Regions from separate parts of the Mus musculus genome. Here all the other regions are linked to region 1. The links are chromatin contacts, called in public promoter capture Hi-C and targeted proximity ligation maps. All regions are on one chromosome and are shown on one strand. The core of a region is the stretch at or near the end of the contact, and the rest is flanking DNA. Distances in the headings are between cores, read along the strand shown. Region 1 holds the start of Capn1 (calpain 1). Region 2 holds the start of Gpha2 (glycoprotein hormone alpha 2). Region 3 holds the start of Majin (membrane anchored junction protein).

Region 1 (3,530 bases), core at 565-3,064:
AGGTGGCACAGAGAGGCCAAATACCTTCCAGAGGGAGGGCTGCCCTCGAAGGGCATGGCCCCGGCCATCTCAGCTTCACAGTGCTGTGGGCCATCCTTTCCCATCTCCCTAAAGTCAGCTATTCCTCTGGCCCAGGGAGGGTGCAGGGACCTTCACCTGGAAATGAAAGATGCCAGCGTAGCCATCCTGAAAGCTCTGGCCGTAGGGAACCACTCGGTGCAGAATAGTCTCGTTGAGGGTGAGGGAGGCAATGGCAGCCAGGAGCCAACAGTCCCCTGGAATAGGAAAGACCCTCATCAGGCTTGCTTTCCGGATCTGCCCAGGGGAGGGAGGTGCTGTGTATGTGGGATGCCGGGGGCCACCAGGGATTCCCTGGGTGGGGTACCCTTCATCTCCCCTCCGCTTACAGAAAAGACCCAGGAATCTGGGCGAACCAGCACCTATGCTGATAGTCAAAACCTGTCTGGACCTGCAGGAGGGAGGAGTTGGGGCAGTGCCCAATGGAACGGGAACGGAGAACTACAATGGGGCAAACGCCCAGAACCCCACCCCTGGGGGCCTACCCAGTGCTCCCTGGCAGATGTCTGTCCGGGTGGCTCCATCCACGATGAACTGGGGGTTTGACATCAGTTCCTACAAGACCCACGGTCATGTTCCTGGGCCAGTCCCTCCTAGAAACTGGTACCCAGACACCACGAATAATGGGGGGGCCCAGTCCCATTGCCCACCACCATCAGAACCAAGTTCCACCCAGAGTGGCCCTCTTACCGTAGGCCGCTTCCATTTGATGCCATAGGTTTTAGAGGAATGAGGACCCAGTTCCTTGAAGCCCAGGCTATGAGAAACCGGAGGGAAGGCCTCGTCTTGGAAGAGGACCCCACTCTGCAGGCATCTTGCCCGAAGCGTTTCATAATCCTGGCCCAGGTACTTGATGGCGTTTTCATGGCGGCCCAAGCCCAGCTCCTTGTCCCGCTTCTTCTGTACTTGGGCTGACACCCCGGTGCAGTACACAGGGGTGATTAACTCCTCTGTCATCCTGGGGAACACATGGGCCTGGTAGAGATGCAGGCCTTCCCAGGGATAAAACACAACTGCCTGCCGACATTCTCCTGGACTCATTCCTCCCCAAACATGGGTCACTGCTCCCTTTACAGTGCCTGGGACTCTCAGCCACCTTGTTGTTAGGCTCTCAGAATCTGGAAAGGGGTGTCCAGTTTCTAGGTATCCTGGTCACCACCTCTCTTTTCCCTATTCTTACCGCCCAGAGGTGACAGTTTGGTATCAGCCATCCAGGCAGGTAGGATAGGGTGGAGGCCAGCCACAGCAGCAGAGCAGAGGTACTCCAGGTACGATCCCTGACACCATTTGCCTGCCTGTAACTTCCCCTCCACAAAGCTGCCAAGCATCTAGTTCATTTGCCCCTTTCCTCGGCTTAGGAACTGAAAACTCCACGCACTGATGCCTTTCCACAAGCTGAACATCAGAGCACTGGACACTGGCCCAGCTACAGCGGACAGGTTGAGCTGAGCGCCTGGGTTGAGCTGCTTCCGGACCCTTAACCCTCAGGCAAACACACAGAAGACCTGAAGCAGGGGCTGATCAGCGACAGCCCCCTAACCCCAGAAGCAGTGGCCTGGGTCAAACAGTCGTAGTCTGGACACCCAACTTCTTACCTGGGGAAGGGGAGTTTGGGAGATTGCTGCGGTCCCTGGGGCTGGCTTCCTTGGTGGCAGCTCAGGGCAGGGCCCAACCAGGAAGAGCGCTCCTCCCTGCCCTCCTCCCTGCCCTCCTCCCCGCCCTCCTCCACCGCCCCTCGGCCCTGGTCCCTCCCTCCCTGGTCCTCCACCTACGCCCGAGGCTCTTACCCCGCTCCCTCTAGGCTCTCCCTTATCTCCCCCGCAACACTTTTTTACTATCTCTTACTTAGGGTGTCTTTCAGTCCCCTCCCCCCGCCCCCTTCCTCTGCAGACTCTAAGCCAGCTCTGCGAGAGGACAAATTGGTAAATGGCAGAGTTGTCTCCCGGGAGGAGCCGGTCGCCGGTCCGGGTGAGAAGGGTTGGACTGGGACAGAAGGGCACCGCCGGCCAGAGAGAGGGTAGGGCAAGGGGTATTTTTAACTAGGGCCGCAGCTCGAGTTGCAGAGCCGCCGGCCCCACCCTATGTCGCCCTCCGGGAAGGTACTGGGGACGATCCGGCTCAGTGACGCCGCCAACACAGTCCTCCACCCGCCTCCTGCGCCCCCGCGTGCCTCTGGGTTGCAGCTGTCTTCCAGCCCAGCCGGCGCTCGGCGAAGCAGGGATTACCTCTGGTGGCTGCAACTGCTTGCTGGAGCTGCCCCTGGCTGGATGAGAGCTGACTTCTGCCGGACGCTAGACAAACGGTAGCCCCACCCCGGCCGGTCCCTGCCGCAGACCCGCTGTAGGGCTGAGCCAGCTCCCCACCCCCTCACCTTAGGGCGCAGGCCTGCAGAGCTAGCACTCCGCCCTAGCGGTCTTTGCGCACACCCTGCATGGCCTTAGGTAAATCCGTGCCTCGATTTCCCCAACCGTGCAGAAAAAAAAGAGGGACAATGGCCTTAGCCAATCTTTGTGTAGCATTCTGGCCTTCTCTTTCAAGTAATTGGTCTGCGCACCTGGGATCAGCTCCCTTGTGGGGGTTACCTGACCCGGGAGAGGGCAGCAGAGGCCCGGAACACCAGGGCAGGCTCACACAGGACCTGCAGATCCCCCTGGGCGCACTACAAGAGTTTGGAGCATCAAGGATGCAGAGGGATTGGAGCGGTCCCAAGGCTCTTCACAGTTATAGAGGTCACAGCATGGCCGATCAAGCTACATAAGATGGACAAGCATTCATTGAATAGATGGTGCTTTTCTTGGGATTCTAGGCACCTCGACACTCCAAAAGTTAAGAGCTGACTGCGTCTAACTTTCGCACCTGGGCGTTATGCTCAGCTGGGCATGAGCTGATGAAGACGCCTCTGCCTTCATGGTTAATGGAGAGGAAGGGTTGGTCCACACACTTTCCCCGACTGAAGCCTCATCTAATGCAGGTGTCAGTAAAGGCAGGAACTTTGGCAAGGGTGGGGAGATGCGCGTGGCCGGGGGCGGGGGAGAGGTAGGGTGGTGCCTGAAGAAAGCCTAGGCAGGTAGAGGACATGAGGTGTAGCGGGTGTTGCTTACTCCGGGGAGAAAAGAGGGGAGAGTGGCAGGGTTAGGCAGATTCAGGGGTTCAGATTTTTGTTGTTTTATTTATGTGTGCACATGCATGCAAGTAAGCACAAGAGGGCAGAAGAGGGTTTCAGACCCTCACAAGCTGGAGTTACAGGCAATCAAAGAGCTGCCTGATGTGAAGGCTGCGAACTGAACCCAGCACCTCTAGAGGAGCAGCAAGCCCTCTAGAACTGCCAAGCTATTTCGCCAGCTCTTCCCTCCCTGACATAAGGTCTCACGTAGCCTAGGCCGACTTTGAACTGTATGTAGCTGAGACTGGCCTTCAGCTCCGGATCCTCCTGCCGCCACCTCTCAACTGCT
Region 2 (3,530 bases), core at 386-2,885, 210 kb after region 1:
TACCTTTGATAGGGAAAAGGAAGAAGGAGGGTGCTCTGGAGAGCCAGACAACCCAGGATCTGGAGCCTGAACAGGGGACACTAAAGGCGAGCAAGGGTGTAGGGGTGGGGGTGAGCGACATGGGCATATCAGTTTCTCCCAAACCCTGTTTACTACATTTGTACTATAATCCCGACTGAGCATAACTTCACTGACTACTGCTGCTGACGGACACAGCTCCGGAGCCTGGAGATCTGCGTGCCTGTGCTGACTGGGACCAGCTAACATAAGAACCTCTGCTACCCCTTCTGATTATCTGGAAAGTGAGAGGTAGGATTTGGAAAGCTCTGAGGAGCCCTCGAGCTCTGGCAGCTGTGGGTTGTCCCACTCTTCTAAGCAGGTGAGTAGTCTAAGCGGGGCTGCCTATAATCACCACAGACCTTGGTCTGGGTGCTTCTTCACTCAACCTCCAGCTAATGTTGACTAAGGGCTTTGTTATTGCTTGCTTGCTTGTTTTATGGTGCCAAAAATACATGGAACTCAGAACCCTAAGCTTCCAGGCAAGCGCTCTGCCACAGAACCACACCCACAGCCCTCAACCTGTCACATTCTTGTCCTAGGTGTAACTTAGCACCATGGATCCATAGTATGATATGTGAATGAGGCTTTTAGTAGGGCGCCTTTCCTCTGTAAGCAGAGTTAGACTCAACAGAGCCAGAGGTTGGAGTCCAGCTCTGCTTTTAATGTAGACTGGTCCCTGCTATTCCAGGGACTAGGGAGACTTTCTAGCTCAGAATTCTACTCTGCAACCAGCCACATGATAAGGAAGCACTCCCAGGACTCTGGGAGACCGAAATGGCCCTACCCCTAGTCTGCCAGCAAGCACAGCTTAGGTGCCCTTGAACAAAACAATCTTGTTCTTGGACTGGGGATGTAACTCCCCTGGTGGAGTCCCTCCTTAGCATTCATAAGGCCCTGGGCTCGACCCCAGCACAGCATGAACTGCATGAATATGGTGGCTCCTGCCTGTGACTCCAGGGCTTAGGAGGAGGAGGAAGGAAGACCAAGCTCAAGGTTGCCCCTGAGATGTATGAGATGGTCTTTTAAGAAAAAAAGTTGAAAGCCGGGTGGTGGTGGCGCACGCTTTTAATCCCAGCACTTGGGAGGCAGAGGCAGGCGGATTTCTGTAGAGCAGGCCAGCCTGGTCTACAGAGTGAGTTCCAGGACAGCCATGGCTACACAGAGAAACCCTGTCTCAAAAACAAAACAAAAAAAAGTTGATTTTCAGCCCCATTCCTTTGTAATCACTAAAAGACATAGTAGTTTTTCAACAGAGAATGGCTGATCAGGCAAGAGTCCTGCCTAGGCTCACAGAGGATGAAGAAAATCCAGCTGCCCACAGGTCACACTGGGCCACTCCTGGGCCTGCCTCACTCCCTCTAGTATTCAGCACTAGACAGCCTAAAGAGAAAGGGAAATGTCAGTGGAGACTGCATTCTGAAGAAACCACAGACCCTGATCTCCAGGTGGGACTGTGCGGAGGCTTCAGGCTAGGAGGGGCCTGAAATCTGATATCTGGGAGGGCGGGGCTCTAAAACACCAGCAAATAAAAGCCTGGAGAGCCAGCTCCAGTTTGGAGACCAGCAGGAGGCACCAGGAGTCTTCAGTTGCTGTTGGACTGGTAAGCTGCTGAGGCTGAGGAGGTGGGGCCAGGAAGGGAGGGGTGGAGCCAGGGAGGGTGGGGTGGTGGGCCAGGGCCTTGTAGCCAAAGTGGCACATAGATGGGGAAATTGATATGTACCGCAGATGGTGAGGACATTCCAGGGGAGAATGCATAGGATGACATATAAGTGGCTATTCACACCCTTCCAGAGTAGCTGAGGCAGGGAAGCAACCCCCCCCACACACACACATTCCTACCAAAGGCAGAGATGATAAAGACCACTACCCAGCACACCTCACCAATAAGGAGACCCAGAAGCCTGGCTTGCTGGTGGAGAGGCACAACTTCAAAGACTTCCCTTCCCACCCAGTCCTTTGCAGATGCCCATGGCACCACGAGTCTTGCTCCTTTGCCTGCTGGGCCTGGCAGTCACTGAAGGGCATAGCCCAGAGACAGCCATCCCAGGCTGCCACTTGCACCGTGAGTAACTCTGCTTGGGGAGCGGATGGACGGGTAACCCGGCCAGCACGGCCTTCACCGGCTGCTCCCTTCTCTGCTTCCAGCCTTCAATGTGACGGTGCGCAGTGATCGCCTCGGCACTTGCCAGGGCTCCCACGTGGCACAGGCCTGTGTAGGACACTGTGAGTCTAGTGCTTTCCCTTCCCGGTACTCTGTGCTGGTGGCCAGTGGCTATCGGCACAACATCACCTCTTCCTCCCAGTGCTGCACCATCAGCAGCCTCAGAAAGGTAAGGGGCCTGAGCCTGATGGAGCGTGAGGGTGGGGACCCAGGGGCCTGAGCCTGATGGAGCGTGAGGGTGGGGACCCAGGGGTCCGAACCTGACCTGGTGTGAGGGTGGGGACCCAGGAGCCCGAACCTGACCAGGTATGAGGGTGGGGACCCAGGGGCCCGAACCTGACCGGGGTGTAAGGGTGGGGTCCCCCAGGGGCCCGAACCTGACCGGGCCATAAGGGTGGGGACCCCCAGGGGCCCGAACCTGACCAGGTGTGAGGGTGAGGACCCAGGGGTTCGAACCTGATGGGGGCGTGAGGGTGGGGTGGAATGGGAACAAACTTGGGTCCTCCTCCAACAGGTGAGGGTGTGGCTGCAGTGCGTGGGGAACCAGCGTGGGGAGCTTGAGATCTTTACTGCAAGGGCCTGCCAGTGTGATATGTGCCGTTTCTCCCGCTACTAGTCCCCGAAGGGCTCAGGCTCCGGTCCTGCCACTGACATGTCATGGGTATCTCAAACTCGGGGCTCTGACCCTCTTTATCGTCTGTGAAGATGAGGTTGGCCCTCTCAGCAGTCTCCTTGCTACATTCTCCTTCGCTCCTGTCCTCAATAAAGCAAGCAATGCTTGAGTTTCGCTCTTTATTAAATCTGCCCCCAGCCAGGTGAAGGGGGCAGACCATGATTACTGTGACCTCCCCCCTCACCCCAGGACAATGTGAATCTTCTTGCCTGTGCCCTCACCCCTCCCCCTGCCCAATAAATAAAAAGGGGATAAGGGAGTCAGGGCCAGGGAGAGGATAGGAGAATGTCCCTGGACAAGGTCTTGTTGGGGGTGAGCTGGGCAGAATAAATAGACTGTGCCCCCATGGTGGGGATGAGGAAGGCCCTGGCCAGGCGCTGAGTGTCCATGCCCCAGGCTGGGAGCAGGGGTAGAGGCCTAGCTGCCGCCTGGAGCCTGGCTGTGTAGGGCAGGGGAGGATCCCTGATGGCAGCTTCCCAGTTGCATACTTGCCCTGGTCTAGTCTTGCCAGAATCTTGCCACAAAGGCCTGAGAGTTCTGCTGCCAAGACTACCATCTTGCCTTCTTGTTTCCCCCTCCGTGAAAGCTGTTCCCACGGGGCTGGTAGGGAGTCCTAGAGCCACTCCGGCAAGGCCA
Region 3 (3,530 bases), core at 328-2,827, 170 kb after region 1:
GCCTGGCAAGTAATTGGCCCTGGGAGTCCCAGAGGGAGCCGGGGAGAGACTGGGGAGGAGCCCTAGGTGTGGTAGGAAGTGAAGCTATAAAGAGGCTCCTCCCTCAGCTCTAGGGACCTAGGGATTATATAGGCAGCAGGGGTTCTTAAAGGAGACATGAACTATTCTGACCCTGTCTCAAGAGGATCCTGAGTCTTCAGGGTATTAGGTATTAGAGCAATGGAATCTCTGATCTACCATTCTGCCTCTCCTGCCTACAAGCCCACCCCTTTCCAAGGACAGGATTTGTCCTGGGAGTTCCTGTGAACAAAGGATCAGGGTATGGTTAGGCTTATATTTAGGCTAAAGGAGACAGGATAGTAGGCTGGCCTTGAACTCAGCTCTACCTGTCTCTGCCTCCCCTGACTTGGATTAGTGGTGGGCCTCCATGACCAGCCTTCTGTTTTTAGAGGCAGGGTCTCATGTATCCCAAACTCCTGTGTTCTCCAGGATGACTCTCTGGTCCTCTGCTCCTGAATGCAGGATTACAGGGAGCTCCAGCACCCGCTCAGATATGCGCCGCTGGAGCCTTGTGCATGGTAGGCAAGCACCCAACCAATGAGCTACATCCCAGCCCATGAGGTCCTCTTTAGATAAAACAACTCCACCCCTGAGATCCAGTTTCCTAAGCCAGTAGGTGCTTAATGGCTCTAAGTATGAAGAGGAGGCATGTGGAAGGGCTGAGGGTGGGGAGGGACAGTCCTTACAGAGGGAACAGCAGGTTAAGCAGAGAAATGCAGAGCTTGGACAATGGAGAGCCATGGGTCCATCTCCCACAGATGCGGGCCCATCATCACCAGTCCAGCACACTAGGCTGTGTAGGCAAGGATGCCAAATTCCCTAATGATTCAGAACATAAAACCCGACCAACAGGAAGCAGAATACCATGACTGATCAAGCATCCTGACTTCATAAATCCTTTCATTTCCTGGTTGGATTAAATCAGACTACAAAAGATCTGCCCTAGGGTCTGGCAATGAGGATGAAAGGCAAGCATACACCACAGTGCTGTGTATGGAGAGTGCCTGGCACAGAGGAGAGACCTCAAAGTAGTTTTACCCGACTGGAGCAGGTGCGCAGGTGGGAAGAAAGCAATGCATGCGTAAATCTCAGTGTAAAACGCTCTTGGGCATCCGGCACATCATTCCCAGAACCTACATGGTGGAAGGAAGCAAAATGCTGCTTGTAAAACACACACACACACACACACACACACACACAAGAATGGGGTTTTTTGTTTGTTTGTTTTTGGAGACAGGGTTTCTCTATATAGCTCTGGCTGTCCTGGAGCTCACTTTGTAGACCAGGCTGGCCTCGAACTCAGAAATCCGCCTGCCTCTGCCTCCCCAGTGCTGGGATTAAAGGCGTGTGCCATCATGCCCGGCGCGAGAAAGGTTTTTTTCAAGAAACAATAATAGTAGTTAAGGGATAGGTCATGAGGCTGCGCGTGACGCTCAGAAGTTAGGTGTTCTTGCGCAGGCTTCAGTTTTGTGAAACCCCGCCCTGCCTCAAATCTGCGCGTGCGCGGAGGATTTGGCGGGAAGTTCCAAGGCTTCGCTTGTGCACATCAAGCTAAAGGCCGAGTTCAGAGGAGACCGACGAGAACCTGAGTCCCTGGCCCGCAGTCTTTTGACTTCGACGTCCTCTCTTGGAAAAAAAAAAAAGATTTCTGAGCAGAAAGTCAAGCGTGGCCACCTTTCTGAGGTGCTGGAGGAACCCTAGTCAGTGTGCGAGCGACAAGTGTGGCTGTCAGCGCCTGAGCGCTTCGAGGCTGAGGTAACCGCCGCCCCGCTGCTGGTGTCCCCGGGCTTTGAGCGGGTTCCGCCTTGGAGGGAAGTTTCTGGGCCGGGCCCCACACGCAGCCTCTGGAGGACCCTGGTCCCTGAGGCCTGGCTTGGGGATTGCCCAACCCGGCCGTTGGCTATAAGGCCTTGAAGGGCAGGCTGGGCACTGGTGCAGACTGGAAGCTTGAAGAGGGTGGAGAGCTGGGGTGGCAGTGGCAGGGAATGGCCGCCATGAGCCTCCAGAGGGTAACCAGCTCAGAGATGATGAGAGCTATGTCTTCTGGGCTAGTGAGGAGTGCTCTTCAACCCTCTCATGTCCAGGGTGGTGCCATGTTTGCCTAGGACACCGATCCAGCTTTCTCAGACACTGCCCCCACCCAGTCCTTCTGTACAGAAACTTCCAGATAGTCAAAGGAAGTGTTCATTCTGGCTTTTAACTACTCCCTAACCCAGGTTTAATAGCGGCGCACACACACACACACACACACACACACACACACACACACACACACACGACTTTTTCATTGACATGCTTCCTGTCACATGTTTTGTTGTTTTTTTCTTGTGTTTTGGTTTGCTTTGCAGTCTTTGTTGCTTGGTGGTTTTGTTCATTTCTTTATTTTTTGTTTGTTTTGTTTGTTTGTTTTTGGTTTGGATACTCATGGAATCAGGGTCTCATGTAACCCAGGCTGGCCTGAAACTCAGCACATAGTTAAGGATGACCTTGAACTTCTGATCCTGCCTCCACCCTGAGTGCTAGGATCATAGGGATGGACTACTGACATATTTTCTGGGGCTGGAGAAATAGCTCATAGATTAAGTGCGCAGGTTCCTCTTAGAGGAACCAGATTTTGATTCCCAGCACTCATATGGGGGTCCACAGCCATCAGTAACTTCAGTTCCAGGGGATCTGATGTCCTCTTCTGGCCTTTGTGGGCACCAGGCTCAATGTGGTGTACTGACATATATAGAAGCAAAACACTGATATACACAAAATAATAATAGAAACAATTATATTTAAAGAAAAATATTTGGAGAAATTTCTTTCCTAAAATCCCCTGTTTCCCCAGGAAGGGCGTGTGTGTGTGTCTTTGGTTAGGTGTTCAGGTAACCGGGTATCTCTCAGCAAACTGGGTTTGCTTTTTTTTTTTTAACATTTCTTTTTCTTTTTTCATTTTCATGTATATGTAGTGTGTGTATGTGTATTCACATGTGTACGAGGCCTGAAGTTGATGTTAGAATTTGGCCTCCATTACTCTTCAACCTCACCAATTGAGGTGATGCCTCTCAATCAAACCTAGAGCTTGTGAGTGCAACCAGTCTTGCTAGGCAGCTTGCTGTGGAGATCCCTGTCTCTACCTCCTGAGGCTGGCATTCCAGCTCACCAGACATTTACATGGGTGCTGGAGGCCCTAACTTTGGTCTTCACACTTGCATGACAAACACTTTCATCTCTGAGCTATCTTGTCTACTTTCTTTCCTTTTTTAACAACAGGGTCTGACTCTTGAGCCCAAGCAGTCTTCACACTCATAACACTTCTCCTCCTTCATCCTCCTGAGGGCTAGGGTTTCAGGTGTGAGCCATGGTGCATAGCCACAGGAGTCATCTCTGACTGTCCCTGTCCTTCACCTGGTCAAGTCACTGGATCATGAGTGGGCATCTTTCAGGTCGCTCTACACTGCAGTTCTACTTTTATCACTAAAGAC

Evidence for each region. Promoter capture Hi-C pulls out the DNA fragments that hold promoters and counts their contacts.
Region 2: a targeted proximity ligation map of pancreatic cancer cells shows a contact between it and region 1. A contact is called at or near these places in 3 of 39 promoter capture datasets (the SN4741 cell line, liver and neural stem cells), 8 of 484 Hi-C or Micro-C datasets (CD4 T cells, CD8 T cells, Sertoli cells and 4 more), 2 of 130 datasets of targeted methods (extraembryonic endoderm stem cells and pancreatic cancer cells) and 3 of 9 other capture datasets (adipose tissue, liver and pancreatic islet).
Region 3: a promoter capture Hi-C map of the SN4741 cell line shows a contact between it and region 1, with 3 times the contacts expected there. A contact is called at or near these places in 1 of 39 promoter capture datasets (the SN4741 cell line), 1 of 484 Hi-C or Micro-C datasets (bone marrow-derived macrophages), 1 of 130 datasets of targeted methods (embryonic stem cells) and 1 of 9 other capture datasets (liver).

What each region holds. Positions count from the first base shown.
Region 1 is chr19:6,013,433-6,016,962 of GRCm38.p6, forward strand. It overlaps Capn1 (calpain 1), which reads right to left and starts at 1,815. Exons shown (of 22, transcript NM_007600.3): 1 at 1,674-1,815; 2 at 769-1,036; 3 at 564-633; 4 at 157-275. The coding sequence starts at 1,035. It overlaps Gm10814 (predicted gene 10814), which reads left to right. Exons shown (of 5, transcript NR_045783.1): 2 at 797-924; 3 at 1,437-2,380; 4 at 2,885-3,051.
Region 2 is chr19:6,224,766-6,228,295 of GRCm38.p6, forward strand. It overlaps Gpha2 (glycoprotein hormone alpha 2), which reads left to right and starts at 1,636. Exons shown (of 4, transcript NM_130453.3): 1 at 1,636-1,660; 2 at 2,013-2,122; 3 at 2,206-2,390; 4 at 2,736-3,003. The coding sequence starts at 2,023. The coding sequence ends at 2,837. It overlaps Ppp2r5b (protein phosphatase 2, regulatory subunit B', beta), which reads right to left. Exons shown (of 14, transcript NM_198168.3): 14 at 3,002-3,530.
Region 3 is chr19:6,182,768-6,186,297 of GRCm38.p6, forward strand. It overlaps Majin (membrane anchored junction protein), which reads left to right and starts at 1,578. Exons shown (of 11, transcript NM_001165919.2): 1 at 1,578-1,815.